2 separate regions of the Mus musculus genome follow, and region 2 is linked to region 1. The links are chromatin contacts, called in public Hi-C maps. All regions are on one chromosome and are shown on one strand. Each heading gives the region's core, a stretch centred on a gene start, on an enhancer-like site or on the middle of the called end of the contact. The rest is flanking DNA. Distances are from core to core; before and after follow the strand shown. Region 1 overlaps Gm13986 (predicted gene 13986). Region 2 overlaps Fsip1 (fibrous sheath-interacting protein 1).

What was found. A called contact is a pair of places that touch in the nucleus more often than the background predicts.
Region 2: a Hi-C map of bone marrow-derived macrophages shows a contact between it and region 1, with 25 read pairs. The contact joins two enhancer-like sites. A contact is called at or near these places in 1 of 484 Hi-C or Micro-C datasets (bone marrow-derived macrophages) and 1 of 9 other capture datasets (liver).

The regions. Positions count from the first base shown.
Region 1 is chr2:117,912,458-117,915,802 of GRCm38.p6, forward strand. The region is part of intron 8 of Gm13986 (predicted gene 13986); the gene reads right to left. Among named protein-coding and RNA genes, the nearest start is that of 4930412B13Rik, 92 kb to the left of the region's middle. Within about 2 kb of position 1,599, at least 16 of the 459 cell types and tissues checked have an H3K27ac peak or open chromatin away from gene starts, as enhancers often do. A contact at or near this core is called in bone marrow-derived macrophages, where this site is marked.
Region 2 is chr2:118,156,704-118,160,383 of GRCm38.p6, forward strand. All of the region lies in intron 10 of Fsip1 (fibrous sheath-interacting protein 1), which reads right to left. Among named protein-coding and RNA genes, the nearest start is that of Thbs1, 47 kb to the left of the region's middle. Within about 2 kb of position 1,633, at least 29 of the 459 cell types and tissues checked have an H3K27ac peak or open chromatin away from gene starts, as enhancers often do. A contact at or near this core is called in bone marrow-derived macrophages, where this site is marked.

The sequences.
Region 1 (3,345 bases), core at 349-2,848:
CTACCTTTTCCTCCTCTAAATTTCCCTCTTTCTCTTTTGAGAGAACCCCAATTTCTCTGGTAATATTTTTACCTCATCTTCCAAGAATTCAGCTCTATTAAGTACTAAAACTTCTGTGTAGAATTATCTCGATTTGTAAATTCTGGTATACTTGGAATCCAAGAGAATACTAAATCCAAAGGTTGTAACAGATACTCATCACACACTTACTTTATCCCAAGCATTTGTGTATAAGATTCACACTGGTAATACCATTATAGGGCCATTGTTATGGGCTAATTTTACAAGTAAAAAAAAAAAACAAAAAAACAAAAAAAACAAAAACAAAAACAAAAGAGAGCTTCCAAAGATGGTTGAGTCAACCAAGTGTGGCTATCAAGCAAAGAGACAAATGATCAGGGCAGCCTGAGCCCTTAGCCTCCTGTGCCTGGGCCCAGTGCTCTAGACTCCACCTACCTGCGGGCTGAGGCACAGCTGCAATGCGATCCCTGACAGCTGTGATGATTTGTGTCCCTCATTCAAATATGTATGAACACTGAGAAGGAACAAACACATCATTATGTTAAGTGCATGTCTGCTAAGATGCAATGATTCACCATTTTAGTAGTTTCATTGCCACAAATCATACATTATATAACTATTCTAAGCTGATCAACCCCAAACCTATTACTGTCAGAAAGTTCTTGTGTTTCCTCAGTAAAACACATTTTCCTCATTCACTCAGAGGTTGGATTTAACATCTGTACTTATTGGGGAAAAAGAAAGAAGACAAACAAAACAAAACAAAACAAAACAAAACAAAACAAAATAAAACACCTCTGCAAACTGCCCTTAAATCTCTTAAGAATATAGCCACACAAAAGAGCAGCCCTACAAAGAGGTTCAGGACAGTGCTGGAAAACCACTGACCATGTCTTAGTTAGGGTTTCTACTTTTGTGACAAAACACCACGACAAAAAACAAGTTGGAGAGGAAAGGGTTTGTTTAGCTTACACTTCCATATTGTTGTTCATCATTGAAGGAAGTTGGGACAGAAATTCAAACAGGGCAGGAACCTGGAGGCCAGAACTGATGCAGAGGCCATGGAGTAGTGCTGCTTCCTAGGTTATTCTGCATGGCTTGTTCAGCCTGCTTTCTGATTTAACCCCGGGCCACCAGCCCAGGGGTGGTACCACCTACAGTGAGCTGGACCCTCCCGCATCAATTATCAATCAAGAAAATGCACTAAAGGCCAATCTGATGGAAATACTTTGTCTGTTGACTTTCCCTTTTCCAAAATGACTTTAGCTTGTGTTTATGTTTGCCTCAAGAGAATGTATTTCATCAACAAGAGGATCAGTATTTCTGTCCGCTTCTATTGAAAACTGAAGGGAGGGACAGTGAGCCAGGATTCTTCTTACTCTCCTTCCCACACACTTGCACACCCTCCAGGTTTTCAGTAACCATACTCCAGGATCCCCAGAACTGTAGCAACAATCAATCTGGAATCAAATGGCATGTACAAAGTTCTTCAATCACACGCACTAGCCCACCATGCTGATCACTGTGAGACCAGACCCACTGCTGGGCAGTAGGGGGCACTATGCTCTCAACCCTGTAACCCTGCCAGTAACTATACCCACTGGAAAGAGGAAGTATCAATTGTTCAGTCCTTGGAGTCTTCTTTTCTTCATATAGTCTGGCCTAGTCCACATCTATTGCTGCAACTGCTTCCCCGCTAGGTTTCGTTTTACTTACGTAAACCAAAGCTTTTTAAAAGCCAGCACCCATTATTGAAACTGAGGTAGACTGCTCAGCAAATTCAATATTATTTTAAAACAATAGTATCCAAAACCAGAACTTAGGGAGAAATTCCAGATCTACAGTTTTAATTGGTCAAAAAACCTATCATCCCATGTTATTGCATTAACTCTTCTTGGAAGACAAGAACAAACATCCATTCACACCAGACAGAACATGAACAACAGACCAAACTGGCCATTCCACAAAGTCCAACTTGGTGAGCCAATGATTTCACTGGGCTTACTGATGGAGCATGAGTTATGGGTTACTTACCAAATCATGGGTAATCCTTTACCAACAGCTACATTACCATGAAGTCCCACCCCATCATAGATATGGCAACTAGGCCAAGGTAATCTCTATTTCAAACTAGAGGTGGGATAATTAATTATGTTATGCCAAAAGGAGACAAGTCAGATGCCTTAGCTCTTGATCCATTCCTACACACTCAAGCCAGGAGCAAAGCCCTGAACAAGAGAGCCCACATGAGGGTCTGGGTGACACTAAAATCCATCAGATCATTGCTATCAAGTCTCTTTGTCCTGGGTCTAGGTTGTACTTGCTAAGATGAAGGAAAGTGTTCTTATCAAATGCTAAAAGACTTGTACAGACCGATGGCAACCTAATAACTATATAGTGGCAGCCACTTCATTCTTCTCCTGTTGATGCCAGTCTCCCATAGCTCTTAGAATTGATTTAAATTATGTACATATTTACCATATTCAGGTATTACTAAGACAGTGTTCTTCAAAGGCTTCATTATGACAAGAAGAACTAAAGTTAAGAAAACACTTGGACTTTCCCCTAAGTACATAAAGACATAGACATATTCTCAATGGAAAACTCATCAGTAGACTCTATTTCCTATCAAGAAATTCCAGTTATGGAAACAAAGTTATCTTAGTTTTACTGTTGGGATAACCCTACGGGAAGATCAACAAAGCACCACCGGGGGACCTAACCCAGTCCATGCCGAATTCTTATACTTCCAGAGTGCCACAGATGATTTTTATGTTATTAACCATTTGTTAAAATAATGAATTGTTGAGATGAGACTCTATCTACCCTTTTCTAAGTTACTTTACACTGTGTACTGAATAAGTCAATATACACTTGTGCCTTGCCATGAGAAACTCCATTTTACAAGTGTCATCTGACTCCATTTGTAAGATGAAGGCTGACTCTGTGCCTGGGTGGTCGTATGAGGTGCATCATATGTCCAACTCCATCCATGCAGCAAAGACTGACCAATGACTTTTCCTGAGAGGAGAAAGGGTGCCACCCTATATATTTGTCAGGGTGACTTGGGTCTGTACACATGGGTATATAAAAACGCACCGGGAAAAGCAGGCCCAAGAACAGGTTAGACAGAGCAGACCTAAGAAAGGATGGAGGCTCCTCATGTGAACCCCACAAAGAGGAAGATGCAAGTCACTGTGCTGGTGATGACTCTACTGACCTGTCACATGGTCCAAGGACCCATGGGTAGAGAACTCTTAACTCTTCCAGAAACTTCAGCTCTGCTCAGCCCTTGCCATTGACACTTCTGACTAGTCCCCATAT
Region 2 (3,680 bases), core at 383-2,882, 240 kb after region 1:
CCCTATAAACAGATTTAAGGCATGTTGCAGAGCATGTCAGAGCCCTGAGCCTTCTGAGAGGCACAGCTAAGAGGAGAAAGGACAGAAGAACAATGAAATCAGAATCCAACAGGAGGAGAACAGAAGGAAGCATGTGGCTAGTAGGCTAAGGATCTGGTGAGCCTTCGTGATTCCTGGCATTTCAACACTGCAGAGTATTTTATTTCACAACATTAAGCAAACAAAGAATTTTTATCCCCTGCTTCCTCCCTTTTCCCCAGGCAACCTTCCCCCATTCCATTGTTCCCATCCCCCACTTCACAGCACCGATGTCTGACATCTGACTAGCCACCCTTCCCCTCAAGCTCTGTCCCAAACCCAAAGGCCCCTTTTACTTTCTAGGTGTTCAACTCACATCTGAAGCTAGGAACCACGGATAAGACAGAGCTGTGCCGCATTTGTCTTTCTGGGTCTTGGTTATTGAATTAGATAGTGTTTCTATTGTTATGATAAAACACCATAACCAAAAGCAACTTGAGGAGAAAAGGGCTTGTTTCAGCTTACAACTCTCTGATAAAACTGAGGGAAGTCAGCAAAGGGGTGGATGCAGAGGCTCTGGAGGAACGCTGCTTGCTGGCTTGCTCTTCATGGTTTTGTCGACCTACTTTCTTCTACCATCCCATCAATTGCTAACAAAGAAAATGCCCCATCAGCTTGCCTATAGGCAAATCTTATGGAGACATCTTCTCAACCTTGGATATCTCTTCTCAGATAACTATAGCTTGTGTCAAGTTGATCTTCCTACACATAGAGAAACGTCAAAAACAGTTGCTTTACTCAATATAATATTTTGTAGTTCCACCCATTTACCTGCAGATCTCATGATTCCATTTTTTTCTTTACAGCTATATAGTACTCCATTGTATATATGTACCACATGTCTTATTACCCATTCATCAATAGTGACCATTTGCTTCCATTTCCTGGCTACTGTGAATAATGTAGCAATGAACATGGCTGAACAAGGGTCTTTGGAGCAGGATGTTAAATCTTTGGGTATATGACAAGAAGTGGAATAGCTGGGACATAATGTAGTCCTCATATGTGAAACTGAAAATATAGCAAACAAAGAAATAATAGTTACTCGTGTTGGACAAAGACTTTTTCCCCCTCACTAGAAAACTGTGTGAGTGCTTAGATCAGTCTACACACTAGTGCTGAACACTGATATCCGCTTCATCTCAGTGAGAAAGCAGAAAACACCACTGTGGCTGCATGGTCCACAAGGAGGACTGAGGACAGAGGTGAGGAAAGAGAAGGGGAGCTAGGAAGAAACAAAATTTGGAGAAACAAAAAGATTGAACTATTTATTCTGCATATGTGCATGTGACTTTGACTAGCCGAGTCCATTCTTACAGAAGTCTTAAACCCCATCACTCTTTTTTCTTCTCCCTAAATTATAAAAAAAAAAAAAATAAAACAAACAAACAAACAAACAAAAACTAATGCCAGGTTACTGAAGATTCAGCATTACATGCTGAAAACAGATACCGAAAGTGCTCGGATTTTAAATATAGCCCATGAAACTTGAGTATTGTGAAAGGAAAGGAGAAGAGGAAGAGGGGTGACTTCAAGATTCAGGCTAAACATGTACCAGATTCTCTTAGTTCCCAACCAACACTAAAGACGAAAGCTTTGTATTCTGCTTTTTGCTGAAGCTGTACCCAAGAGGTCAGGGCTAAACCTGCAAGGCCTGGGGGTTCTAGAGGAATTCTGGAGACATGCACTGGAGGTGATGAACTAGATCAGACTCCTACTTATTCTTCTGACTCCCTTCTCTTAAATATAGCTCTACTGTCTCTCCAACGAGAGCAAAGAAAGCTAGGAAACCACAAGTCTGGCCTGTCATTGGAAAAACGAGCTCAACTAAGTGTAACTTAGGTAGTAAAAACAAAAGGAAATTAGAAGCTGGGATGCAGAGCTCTACAATCTTGGCTTCTCAAAGGCTGCACTTGGAAAGGGATATGCTGTGTTTTCTATGGCAATAGGAGTGGAGATGCTGGGGGGGTCACACGAGTCCTATCATTTTCAGGGGTTTGCCCTTTTGGCTCTTCCTTATAGAACACAGTGACGTATAAAGAGTACCCTCTCTATTTGAAGTCACAAATACAAAGAATGAATGCACAGTAAAATGTTGGCTATTCACCAGCATACTCTAAACACCCATGCATGCTCTACAGACAAGCATGGAGGCTGGCTTTATTTTTCCATATCCATTCTTAAAAAAATATTTGTTTTATTTATTTTTATTGGTGTGTGTGTGTGTGCATGTGTGTGTGTGCACAAGTCTGAGGTGTTAGCTAAAGTTTAGCAGATAAGCTTACTAAACTCTACATGCTGACATCGGATCCCTAACTATCCAGCTGCTTTCTTCTACTGAGATTTTGCAACACAACTAACAAAAACTAAATGCCAGGGGGGAAGATAAAGATAGATGTCCAAAGCTACTCATCTCTCACAAGGGGTGCTCTCAGAGAAGCTTCAAAACTAATGAAGGGACTATTCGGCTCCAAAATTCCCCTTCCTCCACGGCACACGTGAAGAATACTAACACACATTTGCCCCCGGTGAAGCTCCAGCAGACATCTGGAAATGGTTAGAGACAAGCGTGCTTCAAGCAACCACAGAAAGGGAATGTGGAAGGACAGTAACAAGTTGCACACACAAATTTTCTAATTCAGACAAAGAATTTGTTGTACATTCCCATCATTCTCTCTCTAGGAAGCAGGAAGCAGAACTGGCTCCCCACAGCACGACAGGCTGAGTTGTGGTATCAGCTCCTTACCCAGCACCACAACAAAAAAGGCAAAGTGTAGGTCGGGTGAATGGGCAGTGTCAGGGTTATCGGTGGTGAGAAGATGCACTCTCCCAGATGTCTGCTATGTGCCTCTCATCCTACGTGGTACCCAGCTGTAGTAAACTGACAGAGATAAAACAGGACTCATGAAACCTGGCCATAACTAACAAGGCTTTTAATAGAGCAATCTACCAGCATGACAGATAAACTATGATGCATTAAAAAGACATGAAAGGCAGGGGGATCTGGATAAGGCCAGCCTAGCTACATACGGATGAAACCCCGTCTCAAACAAGTAGATCTTCTTGCCTTCCAGTTAACGTACTTTTCTTGGTGTTTACCTGATGAAATGGTGCTTAAGATATTGAGTGAATTGAGTCATAGCATCAAGTCTGCCACCATTGACATAAGCTATAGTCAAAGACTGCCCTCTTTCCTATGGTGTAACAGAGTTATACTGGATTAAAGCCCGTCCCAAGCTGAAAAGATGCATGCTCTTCCAGAGGAGCAGAGTTGGATTCTCAGAGTTCGGTCAGACAGCTCATAACTAGCCATGACTACAGCTCCAAACATATGTGCGCATACACACACGTGCATACACATACCCATATGCATATATAGAAATAAAACCTTTTTAAAAAAATTACAAGCTCCACCACTCTCATCCTAAGGCCTTTATAATCAACGAACAACATAATAGGAAAATTCCAGGGCTCAGAACAAATCACCCAGCTGCTAGTGTAAATTTAGCACAGCTGTAAGCCTTCTAATATTGGGAATACTCACAAAATCATTGAGCACTGCTCGGTTACAGGGTGCTGCAAAAATCCAAACTGCAGTCACA